Linked DNA regions of Mus musculus: region 1 is linked to region 2. The links are chromatin contacts, called in public Hi-C maps. All regions are on one chromosome and are shown on one strand. The core of a region is the stretch at or near the end of the contact, and the rest is flanking DNA. Distances in the headings are between cores, read along the strand shown.

Evidence for each region. Hi-C and Micro-C count contacts between places; a contact is called where the count stands out from the background.
Region 1: a Hi-C map of muscle stem cells shows a contact between it and region 2, with 2.5 times the contacts expected there. The contact joins two enhancer-like sites. A contact is called at or near these places in 3 of 15 datasets of contacts at CTCF or cohesin (the NIH/3T3 cell line and large pre-B cells), 15 of 484 Hi-C or Micro-C datasets (the G1E-ER4 cell line, the N1E-115 cell line, bone marrow-derived macrophages and 8 more), 18 of 115 datasets of contacts at active chromatin or transcription factors (CD8 T cells, differentiating embryonic stem cells, embryonic fibroblasts and 7 more) and 1 of 9 other capture datasets (embryonic stem cells).

What each region holds. Positions count from the first base shown.
Region 1 is chr10:21,852,381-21,855,849 of GRCm38.p6, forward strand. All of the region lies in intron 1 of Platr6 (a long non-coding RNA gene), which reads right to left. Among named protein-coding and RNA genes, the nearest start is that of Platr6, 4.1 kb to the right of the region's middle. Within about 2 kb of position 1,276, at least 19 of the 459 cell types and tissues checked have an H3K27ac peak or open chromatin away from gene starts, as enhancers often do. A contact at or near this core is called in muscle stem cells, where this site is marked.
Region 2 is chr10:21,468,538-21,472,039 of GRCm38.p6, forward strand. No RefSeq gene overlaps it. Among named protein-coding and RNA genes, the nearest start is that of Aldh8a1, 93 kb to the left of the region's middle. Within about 2 kb of position 2,119, at least 34 of the 459 cell types and tissues checked have an H3K27ac peak or open chromatin away from gene starts, as enhancers often do. A contact at or near this core is called in muscle stem cells, where this site is marked.

The sequences.
Region 1 (3,469 bases), core at 26-2,525, 380 kb after region 2:
GACGTGGAGCAATAATTCAAGCCTTCAGGTCACCCTGTGTTTTAGGAGCATGAGTATATTTGAACATGAGGAACAGGACATATAGTTCTAGGCAGACTGCTGTGAGGACCTTGTGACAAACTTCGGTGTGGTCATTCTGGTCAAAGGCTACAAGACAGCCAGATTATGCCTTCCTGAACATAGGGCTGTTGGCTGGAATCCCTCATGGACTGACACTTGTGTTACCAGAAATTTGGGAGAGCCCCATCTGGGTTGACACGTTACCTGAAAAATCAAGGTTCCTCTGCCAACCCCAATGGGATTCTTAGTTTCATTGATTTTTATTGCAGTATTGGAGACTTACTGCATGCTAGGCAAACAGTCTACCATCTGACCTAAATCCCGATGACCCTAACATTGGGCACTTGCTCTTTTATGAGACCCTGCACTCACATCAGAACTTCCTTGCTTCCCTCCTCCAATGAGGGTCACAGGCATTGGACACAGTGCCAAGCAATTTCATGGAGGTGGGCTTCTACACTCAGGCCCTAATGCATGCATGCCAGGCCTGAGCCACCGCCACAGCCTCATGGGTCCTTCTTTTGAGGGCCATTCTTTTAAAATCCCCTGGTTAATTAAATTCTGTGATCACAGAAGTCACTGCATAGTCTAAAATTCCTTTCAAACAAGATAGAATAAGAAATGTCGCAGCCTAGAAAAATAAATAACAAAAAAATGGAAATCCTAGAGCTCTCGGTAGCCATCTGAATCAATGGAGAAATATTGGCTTTACAGCCAGCCAGAAAAAGTACATGCAATTTAAACATGCTTCCAACTTGTCCACTCAGTGTGTCCTAAAAATGCAGCCACCCTTCAGAGAATTCTGGACTCATCCGAAGTGAGGTCACCGTGCTGGCACTTAAGGAACAGGTTTGTCCACTACGTATCAAAGAAAGGGCCTCAGGAGGGCACGAGCTGGGTCCACAGGACCCTAGCATGGTTCCAGTGGCTCTTATAACACCACTAGTAGGAGTTATTTTTACAGGAGGGTGCCTCTAGCCAAACACATGCTCCTAGCTTTCACTTTAAAAGAAACATGCCAGACTCTGAGCTTATCCTTTAATTGCCTTATACGTAATAGAAAAGATTTTCTGCGTAAGCAGCAAGCCAGAACACAACTCAGAAGCCAAGTGTTCCTTTGAAAGTTCACTGGGAGGTGGGGCCTGAAGCCTCTCAGAGAAGACACAAGGTGGAGAGAGATCGTTTCTCGCTCAGGTGCACAGAAAGGTGTGCTGTCCGCCTTTCGTTGACAAAGGATTCTGGGTGTTCTCGGAGAAAGAGGTTATGTAGAGGGGCAGCCTCTAGCAAGACTGAGTCACCGTTCATACAACTTTATGGTGTTGGCAGCCCGCCCCGCTCCAGCTCACAGTTTTTGTTTTCTTGGTATGATAATTAGTTGTTGGCACTATGGATGTATCTCCTGAGCGAAGAGAAAAGAAAAATATGGGCACCTGTTATTTCTAGAATGAGTAGTGTTCTGTGCATGGTATTGAGGTAAGCAAGGGTCTGCTCAGAGTCCAAGAGTTGGCCGGTGCAGGGCCCTGCAGCTCAGAGCTCTCTACTGTCTTCCTGCTATGTTTATACCAGTAACAAAACCCTAAGAGACTACAAGATGGTTCTGGAGCCCTACAACGCCTTCGTATTGGTCTGCCTGTTGGTCTTCTAGACCACAGAATCCAACAACCACAGAATCCAACAACCACACTCCTCTATATTTGTCAGGTTTGTTGGCTGGCTTTGCTTTTCACTACGTTACGTGGGCCAGCTTTAAATTTAGGTCCTTTTGCTTTGGCAAAGCCAGCTGGTATGGTATGGTACAAGAGCTCAGACTTGGACCCAAAACTGTGCAGCAGATATTTCTGTGCCTGACCCCTGACTTTGGCTACTTTGGTGCAGGACCTGCCTTCCAAATACCTGCATCTCCACATCTGCCATCCCTTCCTTTATTTTCTCTGTGCCTGATGCTCATGTTATGCTATTCACAGTTAACATACCAGAAGCACCACAAATGGAACATCCATCTCATGTGGCCTTCAGCCCGACCCTGACAGGAGTTGGAGGCTCCAGTTTCTAGGCCCTGTGTGTGGTAATCCTGAGACCTGCTAGGCCAGCGGTTCTCAACCTGCTTGCAGTGTGTCAGGTATTTACATTATGATTCATATTTGTATCAAAACTACAGTTATGAAGGAGCAACAAAAATAATTTTATGGTTGGGAGGTAACCCCAACATGAGGGACTAATTAAAGGGTCATGGCATTGGGAAGGTTGAGAACCGCTGTGCTAGACATTTCCCCTTACCGTTGTTACCCACCTCATTAACACACCTTTTACTAATGTCTCTTTTCCCTCCTTCCTTTCCCACTTCCTATCTGATATTTCCTGGACTTATTCCCAGACACTTATGCCCTGTGACTTGGTCTGATTTTGATACCTAAGAAAGTACAAAGTGCCCATCAGTTTATAGCCAAAATATGTGTGTGTGTGTGTGTGTATGTGTGCACGCGTGAGTGCACATGTTCATATCTGTGTGCACATCCCACATATGAGCACATGCCAAGGTGACTGTGGAAGCCAGAGGACGGCATGTGGGTGTCAACTCTTTCCTTCCACCATGTGATCAAACTCAAATCCTCAGGCTTAGCAGCTCATGTTTTCACCCGCTGACCCATCTTGCTGACCCTAGCCAACGCAATTTTCTAAGAAACTCATAGTACCTCTCAGCTGGGGGCTGTTCTCAAAAGTACAAGAAGGATTTTAGAACCTCCTGTGGTTATAACCATCTACAGAGCTGCCTCACTATCAGCCAAAGGCATCCTCGGGCCAGCCTGCATCCTTCCATCCTCTGCTCTCACTTCCTGGCTCGCTCCACCCCGCAGTGTTCTTCAATGGTGTTGAACCCCTACGACAAGCCACTTACTTTGGGCTCTTACTCATGTTAGCCCTCTGCCTGGAACGTTCCCCTTCCTTCTGTGGTTTGTTGGTGGTGTATGAATTCTCCCACGTTCAGCTGGAATATCCCTTCCTGTAGAGAGGCCTTACTTAACTCCCAGCCAAGGGTTATGATCTGATTATTTGCAGTGGAGAATAATGCCAGTCATGACTCTTGGCACCTCTTATTGTAACTCCCTGTTACGTACATGAGCCCACCTCACTCTTAGTTCCCAGTTGTAATCTTCCGTTTTCTGAGAGCAGGAACTCAGTCTACTTTCCTCTCTGCTATAACCCCAAGAGCGAGGCTAGGGCCTCCCATCAGGAATATTTAATAAAGAAGTTATCAACTGAAACGCATGCTTAATTTCCTGAGCACCGAGTCAGTGAATAAGAGAATCTTGGGATAAATTTTAGACAAAGTTTCCCAAGATAGGTTCTGCAAGATAAAGACACCCTTCCACGTCTCCTTGAAACCTTGGAAGAAGAATGTCAAAGATGG
Region 2 (3,502 bases), core at 869-3,368:
TTTGAGTTCACTGCTGTTCAGTGGGTGTCGGTCCCTTGGGAAAGGAGACTGAAGGATCAGCGTAGGAGTTTACGATGCCCCTGGGACATGCTTAGAGGAAACACCTGGCAGTTCAGGTGCCATTTCTGTGTACTCCAGCTAGAGATGTGTGGAAATATAGTCAGTCATCAGTAAGGTTATTTTTCTGAGCTAGGTGATAATGCCCCACGTTCATCCAGGAGGCCACGGGAAGTCTACAGAGCTGGGTGTCATGGGGCTGTTTATCATTGTTCACTAATGACAAGTCAGGTGGGGAAGACCTAACACTGACCAAGCACCGCCGTCCTGGGTCTAAGGCTCCGACACCTCTTTGCAGGGCTGCGTGGGTCCGCATGGCTTATGATGCCCAGAACATATTACCATTAATTGAATGGAAAGTGAGCAGAGATCAGCAGAACCTTGTGTTAGCCAAAACTTATATATACTTAAAGCATGGGCCTGTCTGCAAAGCCTAAGGAGAGTTCAAGAGATGATAAAGACTAAGCTGTCTGGAGAGGAGAGGATTTCACACACACACACACACACACACACACACACACACACACAACGGTTAGTGTCCTAGTTAGAATTAATCGTCAACTTGGCAGCCTACAATTACCTGGAAAAAAAAATCTCAATTGAGTAATTGTCTTTATCATGTTGGTCTTTGGGCATGTCTAACAGGATGACCCAGGCCGCTGTGGGTAACACCATTCCACAGACAGGCAGTTCTGGACTATATAAGAGAGATAGCTAATGGAATCACAGCATGAGACAGGAAAGGAGATCTAGGGTCCCACCCCTAGCCAAGAACCTCTTTGCAGCTGATACCCACTGGCAAAGGGAAAAAAAACCCTCAGTTTTTCTCCAGTGGAATTCCACTGAGTAAGTATCTCAACCACACTCCAGGATAGACCCATGCCCGGGAGTAGTTGACAAAACAAAGTCAATAGATATTTTTTGTTGACTTTTTGTTTTGGCTTTTTTTTTTTTCCATCTTTTTGGTCCTTTGCTTGTTTGTTTTGATTTTCATTTTTGAGGATTTTGTTTGCTTTGCTTTTGGTTCTTTTGAAAGAGAGAGGGAGGGAAAAAGCATTTACGTTGGGTGGGAAAGGAGATATGGAGGATCTGAGAGGAGTCAGAGGAGAAACACATTGCACGAAAATATTTCTTGTTAAAAAAGAAAGAACTCTAGCTAAACGTATGTCCAGCAAGCCAGCAAATAGCATCACCTGATGGTTTTTACCTCAAAGTCTTGCTCAAGTTCCTGCCCTGACTTTCTCAGTGATGGACTGTAACCCCTAAAATGAAACAAACCTTTTACTCTCCCAAGTTGCTTTTGGTCAGTGTGTTTTTAATCACAACAACATAAAGAAAACTAGAGCAGACAGCAATCTGTGAAACCAGCACTTTCTACTATGTAACACCAGGAATACTTTAAGCAGAGTGGACATCATAGCCCTTTGTTGGAATGAGTTTAAGGTGAGACTAGTGTGGGTCATTATTGCAGGTATCAAAATGAGACACTGGGGGCTAGAAGGGGACAGGACTGAGGTGGCACACTCTCAGTCTTTTAGCAACTGAGATGCTGGGTGCTTGCCAAGTAGCTTAGTGTGGGACAGTGCAGGGTACAAAGTTCAGCCACTGGTAATCCAGTTTTATCCAAGATCAGAGCTCAGTAATCCGTTTTTATCAAGGTTTCTCTTCTTCTTCCTCCTCCTCCTCCTTCTTCCCTCCCCCCTCCTTCCCCTCCTCCTCTTCTTCCTGCCCTCCCCACTTCCTCCTCTTCCCCCTTCTCTTCTCTACCTACCCCCCTCCTCTTAGCTTTCTCCTTTTCCTCTGATGCTTTGTGCTTTAAGCACTCAAACTGTCTTCCTCCAGTCAGGTCAAACTTGAAAATGCTCAACGAAAAGCTACTAAAAGACCAGGGTAACAGCAGAAGCTGAGAGTAATTTCTAAAATTAGAAGATGAAATAATGAAATATAAAAATTACTAGGTTGTTCTTTAAATATAAAAACAGTAACATTGCCACCATCCGTTCAAACAAAGCACCATAAGAAGTGTAGTTGTAAAGTTTTAACAGCTGCAGCCGAGCTGCTACCGCTCACGCGGACTCCCAAAGCAGTGCGTGTGAAATGAAAGCCGATGAGTCACAGCCCAGACGTATCAGATTATAAAAAATATGTCAATTTCTAAAATCGATCATGCATGTATGCATGTCAGAGTCAACTCAAGATGTTTTGGATGTGAATCTGGTGCTGCGGAGTAGGACCATTTTGAAGTTGTGATGGCGACGAAGGTGGTGAGAAATCTGCCGGTCGCCATGACGAGGAGAAGCGCAGCCCATGCTGTGCTTCTTCCGGGATGCAGATCCTTAACGGAAGCAGATCTGTCGGGCTGACGCTGGTGGCTGAGGCAAAGGCCCATTCACTGCCTTCTGCAATGATGATAATAAGAAGCACAGCCCATCCTGCTTCGAGGAGGCAGGTCTGTCTGACGCTGGTGGCTGTGGCGAGGACCCGTTCACTGGGCACATCTGCAGAGCTACTACATGAACTTGGACTTCATCTTGCCCTTCTTAAGTGTCAAAGATAGTGACAGATTATCGCTTGTTGACAGGTTGGGAAAAAAAAAAAGCATGCAGCACTGGATAGCATTACTTTCATTTAATGATCTTTCTTTTATAAAAATTAAACCATTCTAAAAATTTTCCTAAATATTCCCCATTCTTTGTGTTTTTCAGAGTCTGGCTATGTAGCCCCACTTGGCTTGAACTTGTTGCATAGACCAGAGTGATTGATCCCAATTCATAGTAGAACTTCTATTTCAGCTTCCAAAGTATGCAGGCTATAGGTGTGTACCATAATGTCCATCCTCTACAAAGAAGTTTCTAAATGGTGAGAAGCTGGAAGCAATCCCACTAAAATCAGGGACTAGACAAGGCTGCCCACTTTCTCCCTACCTATTCAACATTGTACTTGAAGTCCTAGCCAGAGCAATCTGACAACAAAAGGAGATCAAGGGGATACAAATTGGAAAGGAAGAAGTCAAAATATCACTTTTTGCAGATGATATGATAGTATATATAAGTGACCCTAAAAATTCCACCAGAGAACTCCTAAACCAGATAAACAGCTTCGGTGAAGTAGCTGGATATAAAATTAACTCAAACAAGTCAATGGCCTTTCTCTACACAAAGAATAAACAGGCTGAGAAATAAATTAGGGATACAACACCCTTCTCAATAGTCACAAATAATATAAAATACCTTGGCGTGACTCTAACTAAGGAAGTGAAAGATCTGTATAGTAAGAACTTCAATTCTCTGAAGAAAGAAATTAAAGAAGATCTCAGAAGATGGAAAGATCTCCCATGCTTATGGATTGGCAGGATCAATATAGTAAAAATGGCTATCTTGCCAAAAGCAATCTACAGATTCAATGCAATCCCCATCAAAATTCCAACTCAATTCTTCAATGAATT